Regions from separate parts of the Bicyclus anynana genome. Here region 2 is linked to region 1. A link is a contact called in public Hi-C data. All regions are on one chromosome and are shown on one strand. The core of a region is the stretch at or near the end of the contact, and the rest is flanking DNA. Distances in the headings are between cores, read along the strand shown. Region 1 overlaps LOC112058229 (fibronectin type-III domain-containing protein 3a-like). Region 2 holds the start of LOC112058229 (fibronectin type-III domain-containing protein 3a-like).

Region 1 (4,114 bases), core at 692-3,191:
AAATTTTCAAAATATCTTCAATGTACAGAATGTACAGATTTTGTATTATAAGTATTGATTCTAGATGGCACTGTCATCCGTTATGCCACGCTAATTGTTGCCATTGTTGTTACAAATGGTATAAGTAAAATCTCAAATTGCGACTAAATGTATAGAATTCGACCAGTCTTATTATAAGTATAGATATCTTATTATAATATATTTCTTATGCCGGATCTCTTACTATTATTATTTATTACCCACACATTCATAAATGCGTTTGTAGCGTATTGAGCGTTGTTTCAACACGTATAAGTATCACCGCCGTATTAGGATCGATCATCGACCTCCAAATTGTTCATGATACGAGACACGAGTACGAGTAGATGACACGCACCGCGGTTCGTCGCGTAGGGTTTCCATCCTTCCTGTGTTACAGACACTGTTTTTTTTTTGTCAAATTAGCCCTTAACTGCAATCTCACCTGATGGTAAGTGATAATGCAATCTAAGTTGGAAGCGGAAAATTCACACCCATTCCGGTTTCTACACGACATTGTACCATCTTTGCCGATAGGGTAACTAGCCACGACCGACGCCGGCAAGAAATATTTGTGTTAAAATTCAATTTCAAAAAAAGTTTCAATAGTTTTTAAAACCTTTTCTATTCGAATGTTTCATGAGTGTCTAGACTTAAACATAAAATAACGCTCTCCTATCATTTTATTTCTTGCTTATTGCACAGTTTTCTTTTGTAGTTATACCGAAGTGTAAGATATCCTGTAAAATATGTACTTGTAGTTGGCAAACCAAGGTGCGGGCCGTTGTTAATGTCATTCTAGTTGTCATGTTGCAGTGACCGAGCTGATTGATGAATGACCACAATACGAGATAAAAAGTACCTATGAGTAGGTATATACGGCTGGGTAGGTACCTATTTATATTAATTAATTAATTAATTATTATTGATTCATTTATTTTTCACACATCAAACACGCAACTTGATCTATACTTTCTTCTAATTTTAAAAACGTACCTAACTAAAAGTCGTAGAAATTATTTTGAAACCTTATGTAGAATTTAAACAAAATTATTTATAATATAATTTGTTTCGTTACTAATATACAGTAAGTGAGATATTTTTTGTTATGCTCCAAGATAGGGCAAAATGTTTTGATGTATTGTTATTTTAGGTTATTTGGAGCGAGATAACAAATGTGTACTGACAAAAGTTCACATTCCAGCGATAACTGTCACGCAAGTGACGACTGTAGAAACTGGAACGGTATAGTTATAATTTGGTTTTCCCTAAACAACTGATGCTCATGTACTATCGAATATGTATATTGCCCCCATCATACCCCATATCATGCCATTAACTATTCGAATTGCGAATAATGAATACGATTTTATTATTACCAACGTGATAACAGAAATGGAGCACAAACGGCAATACATATTGTGCCGTCAACGCGGAATGCGCGCACGCAATTCAAATTGAGCTAATGTGAAAAAAGTGTCATTAGCATTATTAGCTTACACACAAGTTTCGAAATCGATTCTATTCAGTGCACAACGCGGCGAGCTATTCACGTATGCAAATTGCCGGTGTGACTGCAATTTCGGGTTGGTGATGTTACGAGGAAACAATCGCAGGGTGTTTCGATTCGATAAAACCGTGTCGCAGATGAGCGCTTATCTCCCGCAGGATGACGACGCTTCCGTTGCAGCGATAGCGCCACCTACGCTAATACGCGCGTTCCCACTCGACTCTCAACAACTATTATAATAAAGAGAATCAAAGGCGCCGACGGACCGGAGCTTCGCCGATCTTCGAGTGTATCGACGTCATGGGTAAAAAATATGTATTTCACAAAGTTATGCGACAATTCAAACCCGTCTATGGTTCACAATGACGCGGCTCGCGTGTCCACGTAGTGCCGTGTCGGTCAATTAACAGCCCTTAATGAAGTTCATTCACGCGACAGTTATGAATGAAAGTCGAGTTCGTATGGCATTATTGGAGCATAGTAAAAGAACTCCTCCATTCAATGCGACCTTCCACACGTCGTTGCAGCTGATGGCATTCTTCGTTTTATGAGTTCGTCGTGCTTCTTGTTTTTATTCAAAGCTTTTGATATCATTATGTTTGGTGCGACCAATTACATTGATACGCCCAATATTTAGAATGAAGAGCGTTTTCACAAGCTGTTATTTCAGTGTATGGTGTTTGTTTAAGGAAGCTGCTAAGGGAAGGTGTTACCACTTTCTGTGATAGGTGTCGAAGAGTTCTGTAAGACTTACTCTATGTGAAATGGCAACGACGACACTCTGAAAAAGCTATTAGACACTAATCAAAAGACCGGCTCTTAGTCTTGTTAAGCCTGAATAAAGCCTAACTGGACTTTAAATCAGTTATCTCCAACTAAAGTACTAAAATGTACAACTACAAGAGGTACTCGTGTTATTATGTTGTTTGAGCGTGTACCCAGATGTATATAAGTCGGTACAGTTTATTGTGATTCTATTTCCGGGTGGTAGTAAAAGCTCAAAGTGCCGCGCACGCGCTGCGGTTTCCTTACCACTAGAGTTACCTACTCCAAAGAGATAAACTGCGGTTACATAAGGGCCTCCGCAGACGTGGGACTTTGTTCATGGAAAACGAAAATAAAGTGTAGATAAAATGACTGCCGAAAATTTTGTGGAACAAACGTCCTCGATGCGACGACGATTCATTCGACGGATGTTTAATGAAGCAAATATTCTGAGATTGGACATTTTGTAGTAACATTCTTAAAGGAATCATCAACGCGAACAGTGGAATTCAATTGAAGTAAGGACTTATATTCTTTCCTCCGGGTCCCTTATTTGACGCCTTCAATTCACCGATGCGTAGCGTTTTGTATGCGCCTTGGCTTGTCAGGACTTGTTAGGATAGATATGTTTCTATATACCTCGTGTGGATTAACTTGACACCTGTCTCGAATGATGTTTGTATTGAGTTTGGTAGCCAGTTGTCAAGCTATTGCGCACGAGTTAGAGATGTACGACTATTAGTTTCCAACGCCACTCGTCTAACATGTGTATCTAGTCTAGACAATAGCACGATAGTCTCAATCAACCACTGAAGCCAACAATCCAGTGGACAAAAAGGATTTTTTGTCTAAAATATAGAATCTCTTTACTTTACGACGTATGTACGCAGGCCTTAATATACCTCCTAATAGCCACGCACGCGGGCGCGGCACCAACTTCTCAATTAAGATAGATCAATGCGTAACATACTACGAATACTGAAGTAGAGATGCCGAGTGAATGCGTTGGGTGAAAGGCCCGATACGAATAATTGCCTGTTCTTTCGCATCATCTGATGGACTTTCTCTGTTATTGTCTTGGAAGACGGCTCTACGCGTTCCACAGTGATTTTGCGGCACATTGGTAATATGCCGCAAAATAAAACATTTCATAGATGCCTAGTACCTACCTACTTCGGATTTTTTTTTTTATTTTTATTCTTTACAAGTTAGCCCTTGACGACAATCTCACCTGATGGAAAGTGATGATGCAATCTAAAATGGAAGCGGGCTAACTTGTGAGGAGGAGGATGAAAATGCACACCCCTTTCAGTTTCTACACGGCATCGTACCGGAACGCTAAATCGCTTGGCGGTACGTCTTTGCCGGTAGGGTGGTAACTAGCCACGGCCGAAGCCTCCCACCAGCCAGACCTGGACAAATTAATGCGTTAGCTTTACTGGATTCAATGATTATACATACAAACGGGACTAAAACTCACATAGCGTGGATACAACGCGTCACATCGGAATGACGACTAATAAAATACGTATGTTACTTATCGATGAATTTTGAATATGCGATTTTGCGATGGTTATTCGACATCGACAATGATCGTTTTTAAAGTCAGACTATTTCATTGAATTTAAAAAATAAGGATAGTTTTTATTGTAGGTAGGCATACATGGTAGAGCTTAATGTGTTTGAAAGACATATTTACTTGCCGCCATTCCAGCTTATCATATATTCTTAGAAAAACCTATGTGTAATGTTTAAAAAACTGTTCAAACCAAATACGCCAAAACTATTTCCCCATGTTTGTAATTACGATGGTTTACCAAC
Region 2 (4,114 bases), core at 702-3,201, 40 kb after region 1:
TTTATTTTAATTAGTTTTCACATGTTTATTTATTTATTTGAGTTTGAAATTTTAATATTTATTTAGGTAGGTAGATTTAAATATGCCCAAATATTTTTTTTGTAAGTAAGAGTCACCATGCATGCTTAATTAAATAAATGATTAGGTACGTATAGTGTGCGCCAAACTTTGAAACCGCTCTGAAGTTGCAATACGCCGTACTGCGCACTTGCGCAGTCATTACAAAGTATAAGTTTACGTACAGTGCGCAGCCATACGCCTCGTGTTCAGAGCGGACTCTAAGTTTGGCGCACACCTACTATACAATAACACAACTAAACGCCATCAACAACAAAAATATATTACTAAGTAAACCAATAATTTTATACCTAACTTTATACTTATGTATACATAGACATGAATGTATTAGTTATAATATTTACGTCTAATGGTAACCTGTATTGAAATAGTGTAGGTCGGTAGTGGGTCTAGGGTAGGGTAACACTTTCCTTATTCCTTTAAACTATTAATTAAAAATATGGCTGATGATGATGACGCTGCTGATGAGTTACCCATTTAGGTAAAGTAGGGGAACTGGCCTTGTAGGTTGACAAGTAGGATACCTATGACATTTTTTAATGACGACTGTAATATCTAAAATACCTATTGAATATAATGAAAATTATTGTAGGTAAGGTAGATCTCTACTTCATATGGATCTCATTATATTAGGTAAAATAAATAAGCAATAGAAAAATGTTTGATCAAATTCTGCTCAGCTGTTTTCCCGTTGCTGCTTATGTGGGTAGAATGACAAAACTACGCCCGTATGGAATGTATGAAGAACAGATTCTATTTTTTTTCAATTAGTAGGTACGTAGGTAGGTTTTTTATAATTGGGGGGTCTAGTAACTGCATTTTAAATCAATCTAAATGGTGATAGCTGATAGCTAAATATAAATGATAGTGTAGGTGTAGTAACGAGACCTGCGCGATGTCAATCACCGCCTACAATTTACCAAGTAGGTATACGCTGTAGGTAAGCATTGAACGCATTCATTGTACCCACGGGAAACAGCTACAATGTTGCAAATATGCAGTGGTACCGCCGAGAGGCTAACTGAGAGCTACACTGACATTGCGTATCGTATAGTCCGACATTCCATATGGAATGCGGTCGCTTGACCGGCCGCTGGGCCGCGCAGTACCTCCCCTCGCCTGCGCCCGCTCTCCTCCACGTCTCTACTCGTTTCCGTCCACCATATGGAATAGTGGGATAGGGCATTCTAACAAGAATCTAAATAGCAGTCGTTCCGGAAAAACCACTCGCATATCTTTCGCTTTCCAAGAACCACGTCCTGTTAGTGCATGACGTCATAGCGCTCATTAAAGGTAATTTAAAACAATGCCACGCAATAATGCGAGGAGTAAGGATCTAGTGTAAGGATGTTTCATGTGCGACGGCCTGTGGGAGCAGAGACGTTCGGCCACCGGTGGGCCTCTCGCCTTCTCGATGTTCCAGAGCGTATCGACGGCCGGCGCCACGTCGCGGCCACCCGACGTCCCGGCACTGCACTGTGTACACACGGTCGCATTCGCCAAATCGAGAAATTCACTCACCTTCGAGGAAAAGCCGTCGATCGGTAAAAATATCCACTAACTCGGGCGCACAGATAATCCGGTTATCGTCCGTACGGCACAAATATTCACCACACCAAAACGACAACATAAATAAACGCGGGAGGAGTCACCGATCGGTCACCGCCGACTCACTCTTCGCACCGATCGAAATGCAACTCGGAAAAATGCACGGGGCGGGGTTGTCGAATGTCATAAACGGTCGGGTTCCAGAGGTCGGGCGCTGTCGGCGTGTCGGCGACTCACCGGCGCCGAGGACGAAGCCGCGTAGAGTACTGAGTGACTGAGGCGTGAGGCACCGCGCGGCGAGCGCTCTCTCCCTCGTCCCTCCGCCGGGCGCGGGGGCCGCTCGCGACGTGGCCGCCGCGCCGCCGCACGCTCCGCCGCCGCCCGTCCGCGCCGCCTAGCAACGCGCCGTCGGCGTCGCCGCCGCCGTCGTCAGGGACTCCGCTAACAGTATCGGGTCACTCATCTCCTACATTGTTGACGCGACATCTTTCTATAAGACTACATACCGCATTGCTTAATAGAATTCCTAGCCTAACTAAAACACAAAAAAAAAACAATAGATACAGTTGACAGTAGTAGTAACGTGCTGAGTGCTAAAGTTAGTAAATATCTACCGGCTACTTACATATTATCTAAACATAAAACAGACTATTGATTGATTGACTTTCAGGCGATTTTCACCAATTATACTTAGTTGCCATAACTTTTGGCAGTTCGACCAATTTTTATGTAACTTAGTTTGTAATTATATCATGGTTTGTAATTATATCATCTTTGATTATATAAGGTCATGCTTATATTTTTGATAGATACCCAATCGGGTATATTTGAAAATATACGTTTGTTCATCCTCCATGATCGTGTAAAAGGCTGAACCGATCTTGATGAAACGTTTAAGAAACATCTCTAAAAATATTTAAAACATCCAAATTTGATCTCTCACTTAAGACTAATTCTTCTCCCATTTAAATGCTACATTGCCAATAAACAGACATTCATAGCAGCCAAACCTGCAATACCTACCATTTTTTTATAATCGGAGGTGAAAAACTAAGAACACGTTAGACATTATCATTAGAATCTGTGATCGTTTTGGGGCAAAAATCGTCGGTAAAAGTAGCTAGTATCATTAGCGCAACGCCAAGGCATCTCTAAGGACAGGCAGAAGCAGCTGACCCGATCTGTAAGGGCAACTCACTGTACCTACTAGTACTAGGTATTCATTCTTCTCATCTTCCATAATACGAGTATAAACGTACTCCACCCTAGGCAACTGCAAAATGAAATGCCAACGTTCTCGAGCAGAATTGCTCCTAGGAGGGTTATTTACTCCTAAAATCTCTAGCTTTTGCCTTTTAGAGGAGTAGATCTCTACTAATCTATCTACTACTGATCTACTACTAATCTATTCGGCGCGTTATGAACCAAGTCGTAAGGACATAATTAGTTTAATTTATTTGTCCTAATCCGCCCGCCAGTTCAAATTGAGCAGTGGCCAGTATGGTACGTCCAAGCTCCATATTCCTCTCTTAAAAGGTCCTTCCTTCGGTCCTGACCTGGCTGTTTTGTATTAGACCTTCAAATTGGCTATATATTATGGCCCACAGCTCATGTTATAACGCGCTTGATCATCATCATATCAGCCCACTGCAAGACAAAGGCTTTTTCTAGGGACTTCCAAACACCATGATCCTGAGCCATATCTGCATCCTGCATCCCGCATATAGCGCGCTTACTATAGGATAAATAGAAATCAAAATTGGGTGTTTGCATGATCGTTGTGATCAAGATTCTTGACGTAACATCAAAATTGTTAGACCGAGCTAAGGCGGTCCGCTAGCAAACCGCATAGCTGGCTAAATAATACACAAGCAGTTCCTGCATTATCCTACAATTATTGCACTTTCTTTCCCATTGTTAGCGTGATGAAATCAGTTTTACTATCTAGCGATGGAGCGAGATTGGCGAGCGCGCGACTCGTTAGTCGTTAACCGCAGTAGATGCAGCGGAGGTACTTTCACTCCGTACCTGCCACATGCAACCAGTTATTTATGTACCTACCTTAGCCAGCCATCAAAACAAAACTAATAAATCTCTGTCGCGTCTCGTTTTATATGAACGCGTAACACTTTATTTTATTTAAAAAATTAAATACGAGTAAAGGCGCTTCACAGATCTATAATGAAAACTAATGTATTCTGTAATATCTGTAATGAAAAGTAATTTTCCAATGTATTTTTTCTGAAACGCAGAGAAATTCAGATTAGTTTAATTCTTGTCAGGGCTGGAAAGTTCTAGATTTTGACGCCTAATCCGCAGACTAGACAGTAGTTATACGAATCAGATTTCAATTGGTATACGTATCTACAAAGACTTAAATTATAGTACTTAGTTTATTATACTTAGTAAGAAATGAAAAGATAGAAAACTGCAAGAAAATAAATAAAATTCAACAAACTTTTTTTGATTGTCCACCTTCAGTCGAGGT

What was found. A called contact is a pair of places that touch in the nucleus more often than the background predicts.
Region 2: a Hi-C map of whole body shows a contact between it and region 1, with 2.6 times the contacts expected there. The contact joins the promoter of LOC112058229 here to the enhancer-like site in region 1. A contact is called at or near these places in 2 of 2 Hi-C or Micro-C datasets (whole body and whole larva).

Annotation. Positions count from the first base shown.
Region 1 is chr3:13,497,725-13,501,838 of ilBicAnyn1.1, forward strand. The region is part of intron 1 of LOC112058229 (fibronectin type-III domain-containing protein 3a-like); the gene reads right to left. Among protein-coding and RNA genes, the nearest start is that of LOC112058229, 40 kb to the right of the region's middle. Within about 2 kb of position 1,942, at least 7 of the 8 cell types and tissues checked have open chromatin away from gene starts, as enhancers often do.
Region 2 is chr3:13,537,567-13,541,680 of ilBicAnyn1.1, forward strand. LOC112058229 (fibronectin type-III domain-containing protein 3a-like) reads right to left here and starts at 1,952. Exons shown (of 8, transcript XM_052890106.1): 1 at 1,600-1,952.